2 separate regions of the Sus scrofa genome follow, and region 1 is linked to region 2. A link is a contact called in public HiChIP or PLAC-seq data. All regions are on one chromosome and are shown on one strand. Each heading gives the region's core, a stretch centred on a gene start, on an enhancer-like site or on the middle of the called end of the contact. The rest is flanking DNA. Distances are from core to core; before and after follow the strand shown.

Region 1 (7,072 bases), core at 3,235-5,734, 220 kb before region 2:
CAATGTAGACACATCTTCTGAACCCTCTTCCTCCTTTACTACTGCTCTGAATATGTGTGAATTTTTGAAATGAGCAGCATTCATAGGAAAAGCAAATCAAAACATAACCCTGGGGGAGTGATTTATCTAAAGAGGGCTTATTACTCATCCAAGTAAAGGTACAGCCTTTCTAAACATTTTCTTCATCTTAGTGTGATCCAGATCTCTGGACCCGAAGGAAAAGAAAATAATCCTGAAAACCCATGTTAATATCTGCTACAATATAAACTGCAACTGGAATGAAGCCACTTTGAAGCACAGGAGTAACTTAAAAAATCTGATGGTCACATACATCATTCCACTATATTTGATTCATTTGGACTTTGTTCACTGCCCTTGCTTCAAATACCTTCCGTCAGGCTGAGAAGCAAAATGTTTTTGTCATGCTGAGAGGCAAAACCAAGGTATGACACCCCACATTCACTTGTTCTAGGGGAGATAATCATAATTAAGATAGGGGAGTTCCCAGCATGGTGCAGTGGAAACGAACCCGACTAGGAACCATGAGGTTGCGGGTTCGATCCTTGGCCTCGCTCAGTGGGTTAAGGATCCAGCATTGCTGTGGCTGTGGTGTAGGCCGGCAGCTGTAGCTCCAATTAGACCCCTAGCCTGGGAACCTCCATATGCCGAAGGTGCAGCCCTAAAAATGCAAAAAAAAAAGAAAACGAAAAACATAATTAAGATAGCGATTCAGGAGTTCCCATCATGGCACAGCAGAAATGAATCCGACTAGGAACCATGAGGTTGTGGGTTCAATCCCTGGCCTCGCTCAGTAGGTTAAGGATCCAGCGTTGCCATGACCTGTGGTGTAGGTGGCAGATGTGGCTTGGATCTGGCTGTGGTGCAGGCTGGCAGGTGTAACTTGGATTGGACCACTAGTCTGAGAAACTCCATTACACTGCAGGTACAGCCCTAAAAATCAACCAACCAACCAACCAAACAAACAAACAAACAAAAAAAGGGATTCAGACGGAGGTAGCAGGACCTAGAGGTGGAAGATGAGGACACAAGGCTGAATGTGGTCCCTGTCACCAGGAAATCACGCCCAGTCTCTGGGGCCCTCAGGAGGAAAAGGTGATGTCTGGCCATGGATGGGACCTTGGTGAAAAGCAGAGTTGAAAGAGAGGAGATTTCAGATGGGTGGCGCTAATGGGAGCAGAAGCTGGGACAAGCGAGAGGGGAAAGGGATCACAGGTCACAGTACATCTATTTCAAGCAAAGCATCAGGTAAAGCCCCAGAGAAAGGGAGATGAAGAAAGGGGTACCACTAAACACCCGCCACTTTCCCTCCTCCATTCAGTTGTTCCCAGCAGGGCTGTCCCTTCCTGCCTGCCAATTAGGGGAGGGAAGAAAATCCTAGAAAGCAGGAACCGCTTGACTTAGCTTGTCAGTACCCCACTCCAACCCCTGTGCCCCCCACCCCACTCCTGGACACTCAGTAACTGTTCGGTAAGTGTTCACTGATGTTATAAAGAGGACACTAGGGGCTGAAGAAAGAGTGGGATTTTCAAAGGGTTAGGGATCCAGTGCCCAGGTCCAGAGAGATACTTAAACAGAGTGGTGAGGCAGCTCTGGACCCAGACAGGAAGAATGGTGAGCCCGAAAAAGAGCTCCCACTAATGTGAGTCATGTGAGAATCCTTGGGGCCATTTCCTAAAAGGCTTTGACAAGAATGCGGGATTCAGGTGCTGGAAATTTAGTTTGTATATAATATAAAGCCATTAGAGGCTCTGGAGATAAAAAGAGATTTCATCAAAGTGATAATGTTTGTCACTGAGCAAAGAGCCTGTGAGTGAAAGGGATACAGCAGGGAGGGGAACAGGACAGGCTGGGCCCCTGGCCTCTTAGGGGGGCCCTGGCCTCTTGGGGCGCCCCAACGAGTACATTAGGAAGCTGAAGCTGATGCTGTCATGGAGGAAAGGTGGGCACTGGGAGTGCTCTGAGCTGCAGTCTTTAGTAGTTGAGTTGAGGAAAACATAAAGAAGCCTGGCCTGTGTGATGCAAAAGGAGTAGATAGGCAGGCCCTGCTTTGCTAACCCCCAAGTGAGGAGGGACAGTAAGAGAAGATCCTAAGGAATAAAAAAGTAGGAAAGAGTCCAGACAAAATGGGAAATGTCTAAATTATCTCCTTTGTTTAAAAGCCTCAAGAAATTTAGGAGATTAAAAGTACCAAGAAAAAAAAAAAAAAATGAGTTCCCGTCGTGGTGCAGTGGAAATGAATCTGACTAGGAACCATGAGGTTGTGGGTTCAATCCCTAGCCTCGCTCAGTGGGTTAAGGATCTGGCATTGCTGCGAGCTATGGTGTAGATTGCACACGTGGCTCAGATCCTGCGTTTCTGCGTTTCTGCGGCTGTGGTGTAGGCCAGCAGTAACAGCTGAAATTATACCCCTAGCCTGGGAACCTCCATATGCCGAGGGTGTGGCCCTGAAAAGCAAAAATAAAAATAAAAATAAATAAAAAATAAAAATACCAAGAAAATCAGGGTTTTTTTGGAGTTTCCTTTGTGACTCAGCAGTAATGAATCTTACTAGTATCCATGAGGACGCAGGTTGATCCCTGGCCTCACTCAGTGGGTTAAGGATCCAGAGTTGCTGTGAGCTGTGGTGTAGGTCACGGAAACAGCTCAGATCTGGTGTTGCTGTGGTTGTGGTGTAGACCAGCAACTATAGTTCCAATTGGATCCGTAGCCCGGGAACTTTCATATGGTGTAGATGCGGCCTTAAAAAATAAGAAAAAAAAAATTAGCGTTTTTCTTTTTTTTTTCTTTTTTAGGGCCACATCTGTGGCACAAAGAAATTTCAGGGCTAGGGGTCAAAATAGAGCAGTAGCTGAGGCCTTTATACCACAGGCACAGCAACACTAGATTCTTAACCCACTGAGTGAGGCCAGGATTTGAACATGAGTTCTCACAGGGACAATGTTGGGTCCCTAACTCACTGAGCCACAACAGGAACTTTCAGAATATTAGTTTTTGTTTGGTTGGTTTTTTTTTTTTTTTTTTTTTTTTGTCTTTTTGCTATTTCTTGGGCCGCTCCCGCGGCATATGGAGGTTCCCAGGCTAGGGGTCGAATCGGAGCTGTAGCCATCGGCCTACGCCAGAGCCACAGCAACTCGGGACCCGAGCTGCGTCTGCGACCCACACCACAGCCCATGGCAACGCTGGATCATTAACCCACTGAGCAAGGGCAGGGACCGAACCCGCAACCTCATGGTTCCTAGTCGGATTCGTCAACCACTGTGCCACGACGGGAACTCCAGAATATTAGTTTTGAATATAACTTAAGCGCCAACTCCCCTCATCTTTATTCCATATAATTTGGAAGATGTCACAGAGCAGATCATTTTCTATGAAAAGTCTGCTCAAATAGGAAAAAAACTGAGAGTTTCCTCTGTCCTAAATAATTTTTGATTCACCAGCTCCTGAGAACATGTGAAATGGAAATGCAACAAACTAAGAAAAACCAAGAGGAAGTATTTACAAGGAAAACAGGTCAGATATAACTGTGACTAAGCCCTCGTGAAATACACTGGGGAAACTGCAAATAATAATAATTAATTTGAGTACAGTGTGTTATCATCTGCTAGGGCACCTTCCAAATTATATGCAAGTGGCATAAACAATCACTGTGGGAGTCAGGATTTTTTTTTTTTTTTTTTTTTTACTTTTTAGGGCCGCACCTGCAGCATATGGAAGTTCCCAGGCTAGGGGTTGAATCAGAGCTACAGCTGCCGGCCTACACCACAGTTACAGCAACGTAAGAGCCGAGCCGTGTCTGCAACTAACACCACAGCTCACGGCAATGCCAAATCCTTAACCCATTGAGTGAGGCCAGGGATCAAACCCGCAACCTCACGGTTCCTAGTTGGATTTGTTTCCACTGCGCCACGACGGGAACTCCAAGAACATTTTAAACTTATCCTCTGGCCCAGGGAATGAGGTGATTTTGCTCTGCTGTCCCAGCAGAGAAGCCACGAGGGGGATTCCTGCTTCCCAGGGGGAGTCTCCTGCCCCACAACACAGTGCCAGAGTAGGAAGCAGATAAGCAGTTTCTGATGGAAAGAGGGGCCCAGTATGTGGCCTTCACCTTGCCGAGCCGGAAAGAAGGCAGCATTTCTCCATTCCGTGTACCAGCCAAACCCCGAAAATACTTTGCTTCTATCTGGTAATGGTCTCACTTTTGTTCTTTCTGTTTTGTTTTTGTTTTGGGTGGCGGGGTGGGGGGTGGATAACTAGTCGAGGAATGGAGGAAAAGGGAAGATGTCTTCTAAGGACAAACAGATGATAAAATGATAAAATGATGCCTGAAGTTGATGGACATTTTCAAAGACTCTCAAGCTTCCATTTAGGCAGAGTTTAGGTTCAGCCTAGAAGGGAAACTTTCTAAATTCTCCTAACTGCAAGCTCATTAGGCAGGGGTCCTTTGAGGAAGCAAAGCTACTTCTTACCCAGACAGACTTCCCAGTCATCAATGACTCAACTGTTGTGTAGACAGGTCATCTCTACCATTGCAGAGAGAAGAAGAAAAAAGGGGGGAAAGAGAAAAAAAAAGGCACCATGAGTCTTGGCTGAGTTTGAACACACCCATAAGGAGAGGCTTAAGTGTTTACACGCAACATGTTTTCCTCAGTCTAAACAAGGATCTGCTCTCTCAGGAATCCAGCACTTTCCATGCTTCGGGGAGTCAGATCTTTCCTAGGAGGCGGTGGAACCGTGAAGTCATAGGCACTTTGGATAAGGACTGGTGTTGTTTCCAACCTAAAAGACTAGAAGGGGCTCATCTAGACTCATGAAATCATCCTGTGATTTCCTTCCGGCTTCAGAAGTCTTCAGAAGCCAGAGAAATAACTTTTCTGGAATGGACAGATTTATAAACCCCATGGGACTCTCAAACCAGAAGGAGATCTAAAGTTCTCTGGCTTCTTAAGACTAAAATTAGATTGAAGATGATTATAAAAGAACATGTACTCTACAGCAGAAGTTGGCACACTGTAAATCAACTATACTTTAATAATAACAATAAAGAACATGTAGCACAATCATCAAGATTTAAATCTATGACCAACAAATATTATAGGGGGAAGAATCTTAGTGCCACTTTTCTCCTCCCTCCTTCAGCTCCATTTCAAGAAAAGAAGTCAGGACATCCTTAAATTTTACATGTATACTTACATGTATGCTTAGGCTAAAGATTTTAATAAAAATTCTGGTGCAGTGTGTGAAAAATTGAATGTAATGGTCAAGCTTTTCAACTCCAAATTTGGAACTGAAGGTTACTTTTTCCTCAGTTGTATTGATTTTACTCAAAACCTGATACGCAAGGAATGTCTGTGAGCAAACAGAAAATCCAGACCTCATTGATTTTGCAAGTTACTGGAAGATTCGTGCAAAATAAATTCTCTTGAAATTAAACACCTGGTTTGACAGCTCCACTAATTACAGTCCACTCTACAGAGGAAGGCCAAGGCCTGTGGCCAAGCAGACAGATTAGCCACAGTTACTCAATAAAACAACTATTTAGCAGAGACAAACCCTGAGAGAGAAACCTAAGAAGTCATGTGCATATCCAAACAGGCTGCCCCAGCAGAAAGAAATCCCCTTAAGTCACTTTCGGCTTCATTAGCACATGAAAATGGGGTAATTGAACATTCTTCAGCCTTCCATCAAGTGCCAAAATCAATCATTCATGGAAATTAAGTTTTGATAAGGGGTGTTTAAACACTGTCAAAGACTGCTTGAATATGTCATTCTTTCTGCCTTGAGAAGATTCCAGCCAGCACTTAACTGTACAAAGAGACTGGAGAATTAAAGTTATCAGTACTAGTGTAAACGTACAACGTTATTAGAACCACAAACCAGAACAGGAAATCTAGTGAGGAATTTGTTGTTTCCATAAAAACATTTATTTGCGGGGGAGGTTGTTGTCCTTTGCACCAAGATATCATTCCTAACAGTTGTTTTGAAGAGCTCACAAGGACGTATTTTTAACTCAGCATCTATTTCTAAGAAAAGGTAGTTGTATACCAACTGTGATATATTTTTAATCACCATGCCAATATGTATAAAAGATTTTAGAGTGCTTTCATATATTCATAACAGCATATCATGCTATTACCACTATCAGCAGCCTCCCCCCCAAAAAATTCACCAGACTTGTGTTTCCAAAAACTTAAAAACAACAAAGCAATAGCACAATAACCCTTAAAGGGGAAAGAATGAGGTATAGAATAATTTGACACCACCATCAAAAAGAAAAACCTTCCCTTTTTTTTTTTTTTTTTTTTTAAACAGATAAGTTATCTACTGAACTGCAGGAAAACCAGAAGGTAAACCACTACAAAATCACTTGGGCTCTTTGGTCAAACTATATTCTTTCAACCTGTAAATATTTGTAAAGGGTCAAGAAGTTACTCAGGTTACGCTTCCCTTGGGTGCCACAAATACCAGTCTTTTATACAGTATTAGTCAAGAGTTACATTCATTATTGTTGAACAAAAGAATTCTAAGCCAAGGGGCTCCAGTGAAAGCTGAACAACCTGCTTCAATATTTATGTTAGCGTGTATGTTACTGTCTTTTTTTTTCCCTACCTCCTAGAGGGCTCCAATTTACCATATCCATACACAGGTCCACACCTTCCACCTCAGAAGCTCCTGGGGAGAGCATACCCAGCGGCTTTCTATCTAGTGGCCTATCCCAAGCCCAGTTACAATGAGAGCAGGTAGAGGTCAGGCTGCAGAAAGCTGCTCTCCTTTCCCTTTTCAGGTAGTTCACCCCCTGGGAACCTTTGATCTGACCATCAGCAAACACACACTCCCATATTTTGTACTTTCGAGTATAGATTTCAGAAAAGGGAGGGGTAGAACCCACCAACCCAGAATGACTCCTTCCCAAACAGTCCACACACTGTCCATCCTGTCGGCCACACAAAGAAAGGCAACCCTTCCTCCATCGCTCTCTCCTCCACTGACCACCCACTCTCCCTTCGGAGGAAGAGGCAAACTGCAAAGCCGCAATGCTGGAACACACCCTTCT
Region 2 (7,245 bases), core at 2,000-4,499:
AATTGCAAGAAGACAGAGACTGTGATAGGTGCTCAATATAGTGAGTGGCTGATATTGATGTTGATGACGCTGTGTATTCATACTTAAAAATATATATTTGTTATATATATGTGTATATATACATGCACACATAAATGTATGTATAAATAGATATATATGTACCTGCCTATCTATCTTTTGTGAGTTTTTTATGGAGTAAAAGTTCAAGTACTGGAAATATGGTTAGGTGATGGAGCTGACTATTAATGATTTGCCTAGAGGTAGTAATAGAGGCAATGGTAGTAGTAAAGCTAATTACCCTTTCTACAAAAGAAATTGGTCAGAAAGGGAAATTCATGTGCATAGACAGGATGGCAAACTGCCAGTTTCACTTGTGCAAATTTTAAATTCCTAGGGCTTTGGGTCCCACTTCATTGTGCCCCTTTCCTGCCCAGTGACAGATGGCAGGTGTGGTCAGATTTTCATGTGAATCAAGCATTCCTGGGAGCCCAGACCTTGACATCTGCTATTGGAAATCCATATTCTTTAGCAATTTACCAAGAGAATTGCATCAGGAAGAGCCTAGCCGATTCTTTCAAGAAGTCATATCACCAGAGATAATCAGGGCTCTGAGCAGAAAATGCCACATGCCCCAGCCTCTTCTCCTTTCCTCGGAACATGTGTCCTTCAGAAGTGTGTCAAAACAGCACTGGATCTCATGTTACCTTCTGCCAGTGTAAGCCTTGACCAGACTCGATTTGCTTCAACTCATACATTTAAGGTAAGATTTAGCTACAAAGAGCTTAAAAACCCTTTGGCTTTTAAAACTAAGAATGGGAACGTCAGACCTCCTGGAGGGGATGTGTTTTGTTTCTATTTTGTAGGTGGAAAGAACAGGTTAGTATAGATTGAAATGCTTAGATGTATTGACAGAAACACTAGATGCTCACACATTTGTAAAGCTAGAAAATGTTCAGAGATTGTCTAGTGAGTCCAGTCCTCTGTTTTCCAGAAGAAGGTGCCGAGCCCAAGGATGTGAAGTAACTTGCCTGGGAACTGTGGGCTCTTTCTCTTTGAGTCTCTGGGCTGAAGGTCATTTGGGTCCTATCCTGTGCACTAGCCCAGTGAGTAGCTGAGTTTGGGCTTCTTGAGAACCCAGGCCTCCTCCTCCTTTGGAGCTGCACTGTTTCCTGTATTGAGAGCTTGTGCAAAAAAATGTGGTATAGGAGCCAGGGTCTCTGGCACCAAATGAGTGAAAAGAGGATGTTTTGTTTTTTGATCATAAAGGGGCCACCATGCTTCTGAGTGAGACTTGGAACAAATCATCCAGTTGACCAGGGAGGTGGTTCTCGACTCCGGCTGCACATTCCAACCGGCTAGGTTGGTCTCCAGAATCCCAAGACTCTGGTCCCCTCACCCAGATCCATTAAATCAGGGTGGGGGTGGGAAGGAGAGGGCGAGCATCATACGAGGTCATTCTCAGCACGACAGAGTGGCCAAGCCCTGCTCTGGTGTCTGCTTGTGGATGCTCTTGAAACCTTGTTCTCTACTTACACTGAAGATGGACTTAAGCTGCCCACTTACATCCTATAGTGGAGGGAGACAGCGTCCCTGACAGACTTGCCTTCAAAATATCAAAAAGAACTCATTGATTTTGTTGAGGAGGGAGTGTACTGCCTGTCAAGTGGCCACCACCTCCAGCTTCGTGAAGGACAAGTAACTCTATGACATGCGGCTTCCTGCTTGTCTGCACATTGCCCACCACATCGCACGTCTGGCCTTCCATGAGCAAAAGTTTCACTACTGAAATCACTGGGTGACCTTTCTCGTTTTTCATACAGCCGGAGGAAGAGACGGTTTGCTCTCGAGTAGGCTTGCTATCAAGTTGAATACTTCTGTCAGACAGGGAAGCATCTAGCCATGGAAGCCTGAATCTGTAGCATTTTTGGTGCCTTTGTCTTTTCCCCATTCACTGCTGGATGAGGTGGCTATTTTGGGACTGTGTTCAATATCTTTGGAGCTCATGGAAGCGAGAGACTTACAAGATACCAAAAGTGGTCAGGCAGCTCTTGTTTCTTGCTACCTCTATTCCAAAGGTGTTGGATCTTAGAAAGCAAGTAGAAGGTCCCAAACTGTAATGGCCAGGGCACCAGCTTCTCCTGACCACAGCAACGTGCTGCCTCTTCCCCCCACAAATCAAGGGCTGGAAGCTGAAAATCAGCATCCTCTGGAGAAGCCTCCTGAGAAAAAAAGAGCAACAGACAAAGGAGAAAAAAAAAAAAAAAAAGCAAAAGGTAAAGAAAAAGCTGGAGGCAGAGAAGAGAAGCTGGGAGTGGTTTGCACAGCCAACTCTGGCCCCTACTATCCATCCCTGGCTTCTCCTGTAGGCTTCCTCCCACCCTTGGCTCCATCTCACTCTAGTGACACAGAGGAAGCTCCAATATCCTTGGCAACCGGGGCAGATGCTGTGATCCCAACTGCCCAAGGCTCATCTTGCATTCAAATTATTCTGGTGAAGAACAGGCAAATTCAGTCATTCCCACCTACCCCCCAACCCACTCTCTCCTTAAGGAAATCCAGTCCAGGGGCTCCCAGCAGAATATCATGGAATTACATTTTGATGCAATAAATTCCATTTTGGGAAGTAGTAATTTTATTAGCAGGAACTGCCATTTATTTTATGTGTATATTTTATGTGTATTGCAAAATAGTAAATAAGCCACCTAATATATCAAATACTTGGATATATTTATATCTTTTTGATAATATTTTGTTAGAAACTATTTTGTTCAGATGAGATACCTTTAAATTTTAGAAAATGTAGAAGAAACAAACAAAAATGATCAAAGCCTACCCCTTATTCTTTTGTCTCCCCATTATCCTAATTGAGTGGAAAATCAGCTCTACTTTTGAGGCCAAGTTTGAGACCCTCTTGTGTAATAGATAAACTATTAGACTCTAAGAGAAACTGCCCACTGTCTCAAGTTGAGATTATGGTTGGTGCCCTGTCTCTGACAAGCCCTGTGGCTTCCATAAAGTGTTAGCCCTTTCCTGGCAGAAACATGACACTCACCCTGCGGGTCCTTCCTACTGGCTGGGGCACTGAGCGTCCAGCTAGGTTGTTGGTGGCTTGGGAGGGAGGGGGGAGGTTTAATTATAAAGAAATTTGCCCAGCAAACATTCTTTGATGATAGCAGAATGGAAACCAGCCGTCAGGAAGGCAAATGGCATGCTGATCAAGAGCCAGGTGGCTGCCTCCAGGAGCTAATTGTTCACTGAAGCCCCGGAAGAAAGGGTCTGATGTTCTGGCTGGAAGGGAAGAGACAGACATGGCAGGACTCTGTACCTGGAGAAAGCAAAACTGGAGTGGCGAGCGAGGAAAGGGCAAGAGCCGAGGAGGAAGTCCCTCGTCCTCTGTTGCTTTTAATTACTTCCTCTACAGGGACTCGAGGAGGCAAGAAGGGCTCCCGGGCAGCAGGCAAAAGGACAGGGACAGCAGAAGAGCACCAAGCGCCAGCCAAATGCCACTGAGGGAGAGAACAGAGCCCTCAATAGAAATGTTGGGATGGACTAATTTACTAGAATGTTTTTCAGTGAAATGCCTGAAATTAAAATGACATAACCCTGGCCCAAAGGAGAGGGGACTGTGGTGGGAAGAGCTTGGAAGACCTGGGTTTCAGTCCCAACTTCAGCGTTTAACAACTGTGGGAGAGGAGGATGAATGGCTTAAGACAACTCAGCTTCCTCATCTGCAAAATGGTGAGAATAACAACTTCTCAGAGGTTTCTTATGAAGTTTGCCGTGATGTGTGCAAAGGGCCTGGGGACATTCCTGCCACAGAGTTGAGTGTCCAATAAAGAGCAGTTTGCTGTCATCTTCTTTGGAGATGGAAATGGAGACCGTGAAGGCAACTTCATGGCTTTGTGGCTTCCCCTGAAGGGAAGAGATAGGGGTTGTGCGATGTGGGTCGATCTGTGTTTGTGAGGTTGGAATCTGGGGGGTCCACGTTCAGACAGGCCACTCAGTTGTTCTGCCCAGGTGTTGGGGGACTGACGGGTAAGGTACAGGATGCAGCCCGCGTGGTCATCACTGGCCACCAGCAGGGAGCCTGTGGAAGCACACAGCCCTCCCGCCACCTCGTGGACAAGCGGGAAGGGAGGTGGAAGGCTGAACCCCCACAGGCAGGCCAGCAAAACGGGCCCGGGAGAAGCGGGTGCCCTGGCCTAAACCTCACAAGAGTTGGTTGCCAAAAATGCAAAAGAGAGATGGAGAAGATAGTAAAAAAGGAAGAGTCCAGGAGAAAGATCAGTGTCTGGATCTTTCTAGATGTGGGACAGAAAAGGAGTGTGGGAAGAGGCATGTGGGTAGGGTGAAAGCGGCGACTTGCGCTCTTTCGTGTTTTGAAAGGTGGTTTCTGGGCTGAGGGAGTGAGGGCTGCAGAGGTCTGTGGAAACCTCACTGTGACGTCCCCGGAAGAATTCAGGAGGCGGCTTGAGGAGGAGGCCACGGGTGAGTGCCAGGTGCTGCCTTCAACACACAGTGGGAACAGCTTGGTGAGACCCAAGGACACCAGATCTGAGCTCTAGTTTTCCCTGGTCTTTAACTAGCTCAGGGACCACCCCTCTTCCCAAGTCATTTCATCCCTCTGAGCTTCACCCTTCTGGCTACCAGGGAAGGAATGGAACCAGAAGATCGATTCTGAACCTTCTAAGAAGACACGACCCTTTTTGAACAACGTCAGAAGCTTCTGCTCACCTCCCTCAATCTGGGCACACGGTCTTCTTCAGCAACTCCTGGCCCTGGTGGAGAAACCCCAGCTAGATAGTCACCCAGCTCTTTGTGAGGCTGATGTTTGCTCATGCTGTGATGGAGAAGGGCAAGATGTGTTCCTGGGACTGTAGCAAGAGAAATGCCTAACATGATTGGCCTGTGGCTCTCCCCATGTACAATTTGCCCTTATCGTGATAAGGTTATACATAGTCATAAACTATAAAATTAAAGTCTGTATGAACTATAATAAATACCTGTAGCTAAAAAAGTAGGTTCACATGTAAACAAACAAACAAACAAACAAAAGATGGATTAGAAAGAGAGATGCAAAGGGACTCTGCACAGGCTCTGATGTGGCTGCTTCTCTGGAAGAAACTAATGGCCAAAGTCCAAGTCAGGGTGGGAACAGCCAAGCTGGTGTCTCCCCTCAAAACTCAGCCCCTGAGCTGCAGGAAGGAAGGCAGCCTGGGAGCCTGGGGCAAGAGACACCCCTTGACAAGTGGCTCGTTCCACAGGGAGACTCTGGGGAAGCTCCCTGCTACCCTCCAGCTCCAAGGATGTGAGACTTTAGAAGCTCTGCCTCCAGGAACACCTGAATATTCCCCATCAGTATTGTTTCCAGACGCTTTCAATGAGAGACCCGAATGATCTGTGACGAGCCCCTCTGCCTTTCAGCTGGCAGTGCTTTTAGCCTCAGCCTTGTCTTACTCAAACTTCCTTTGAACATCCCTGCCCATTTCCCCCTTCATCCTACTATGTATACGAAGCTCCATAAATTCTTCTCAAATGAGGGTTAAAGTGTAAAGAGGTAAAGCTGCTTAATGGTTAAAAAACAAAACAAAACAGATTCTGGAGCTGTACCACCTCACTTCAGATATAAGCTTAATAGCTGTGTGTCCTTGGTAAGCTACTTACCCTCTCTGTGCCTCATTGCTTCACCTATAAAATGTAGTTAATAATCTATTCAACTTCATAGGATTGTGAGATATGAGTGAGTTAATAAAGTGCTTAGAAGAGTGTCTGGCACAGAGCAAGCACTTCACGGTATTGGCTGTGATTATTTTCCAAAATTTCTCACATTTTTTCCTCTAAATTAGTTCCTTCCTCAGTATTTTTATTTTTTGGGAAAAAGGAAAAGCCATAGGCACACAATAAAGCAGCTATAGAGTCAGTAGTAACAAAATTGAAGAATTTCTACCCTCTGTCTTTCCTCTTACTCTTCTCCTAATTTGGAAAGGATGATTCGTCATTATTTTCTATGAATCCATCACCTGTAATTAATTGATTTTTTTTTTCAAAAAGGACTATTAGTGAACTTAATAATGCAAGCAGGACTGGGGAGAAGACTTGGAGGAAGATGGATTTGCCTCTCGTCCAGGTCTCTGTCTCCCTCCCGAGGTACCTTTACTGCTAGAGGGAACGGAGCACCACAGATATTTTCCTTTGAATTTTCAAGTTCGGGTATAAATTTGAAGCTAATGTTCAGATTTAGTTTTGAAATTAATCTATTAAAATCTGATGGGGGAGTTCCCGCTGTGGCACAGGGGAAAGGAATCTGACTAGGAACCATGAGGTTGCAGGTTCGATCCCGCCTTGCTTGGTGGGTTAAGAATCTGGCGTTGCTGTGGCTGTGGCGTAGGCTGGTGGCTACAGCTCCGATTCAACCCCTAGCCTGGGAACCTCCATATGCCACAAGTGTGGCCCTATAAAGACAAAAAAAAAAAAAAAAAAAAAAAAAAATGATGGGGAAGGTAAGTGGTATTTCATTGTTCAAAGCAGAACGAGAGACCGTAGCAAAGAAAACCACTTTGCAGGGTTTAAAACCTTTATCTGTGTAGACTGGAATATCTGGAACACAAAGCTTAGGAGAGTGGGACAAACATCTCTATATTCACAGGGCTTTTTTGGCAGTCAGATTCGTTAACCACTGCGCCACGACGGGAACTCCAGCAGTGGAGTATTCTGGATTGGAAGGGACACGAGGAAGTAAAGCGACACGCATTTATCTTTCTCGTAATTGTGTTTTATACAATGTCTGTTAATAAAAATGCATTGGGAAATGCTTCCCCAATAAGCAATCACAAAACGTAATAACAGGGTTTAAAATGAAAGTCAGTGAGCTAAAAATGTTTTTGCCGTGTGTGTGTCTTTGTGTGTGTCTGTGTGTTTTTCATTTAATGACACCAAGCGATTTTTTTTTTCCCCTATCAAATCCCAAATAACTTCCTGGCTGTGTCCTTTCAACTTTGCAATGGCACTTAACCTTATGTACCCAGACCTGAAAGTCCCTCCACCAAGGGAAAGTCGCCTAGCCACACCCAGAAGAGGAAAAATAAAAGACGGTATTATCCTGTGAGCCACTTTCTTTCAGACAATGTGTCTGTTGCGATCCATTATTTCATTTATTCATCATGAGTTGGGAGACAGTCATGGTGCCTTGTTTACAGGAAGTTCTTTCGCCCATGGGCTTTACTAGCTTAACTGAACTTACACCAA

Evidence for each region. HiChIP or PLAC-seq counts read pairs in DNA pulled down with a chosen protein or histone mark.
Region 1: an H3K27ac HiChIP or PLAC-seq map of alveolar macrophages shows a contact between it and region 2. The contact joins two enhancer-like sites. A contact is called at or near these places in 2 of 2 datasets of contacts at active chromatin or transcription factors (alveolar macrophages and skeletal muscle).

Annotation. Positions count from the first base shown.
Region 1 is chr1:72,232,418-72,239,489 of Sscrofa11.1, reverse strand. No RefSeq gene overlaps it. Among named protein-coding and RNA genes, the nearest start is that of PRDM1, 73 kb to the left of the region's middle. Within about 2 kb of position 4,484, at least 4 of the 83 cell types and tissues checked have an H3K27ac peak or open chromatin away from gene starts, as enhancers often do. A contact at or near this core is called in alveolar macrophages, where this site is marked.
Region 2 is chr1:72,007,640-72,014,884 of Sscrofa11.1, reverse strand. It overlaps a transcript of PREP not described here. Among named protein-coding and RNA genes, the nearest start is that of PRDM1, 300 kb to the left of the region's middle. Within about 2 kb of position 3,249, at least 7 of the 83 cell types and tissues checked have an H3K27ac peak or open chromatin away from gene starts, as enhancers often do. A contact at or near this core is called in alveolar macrophages, where this site is marked.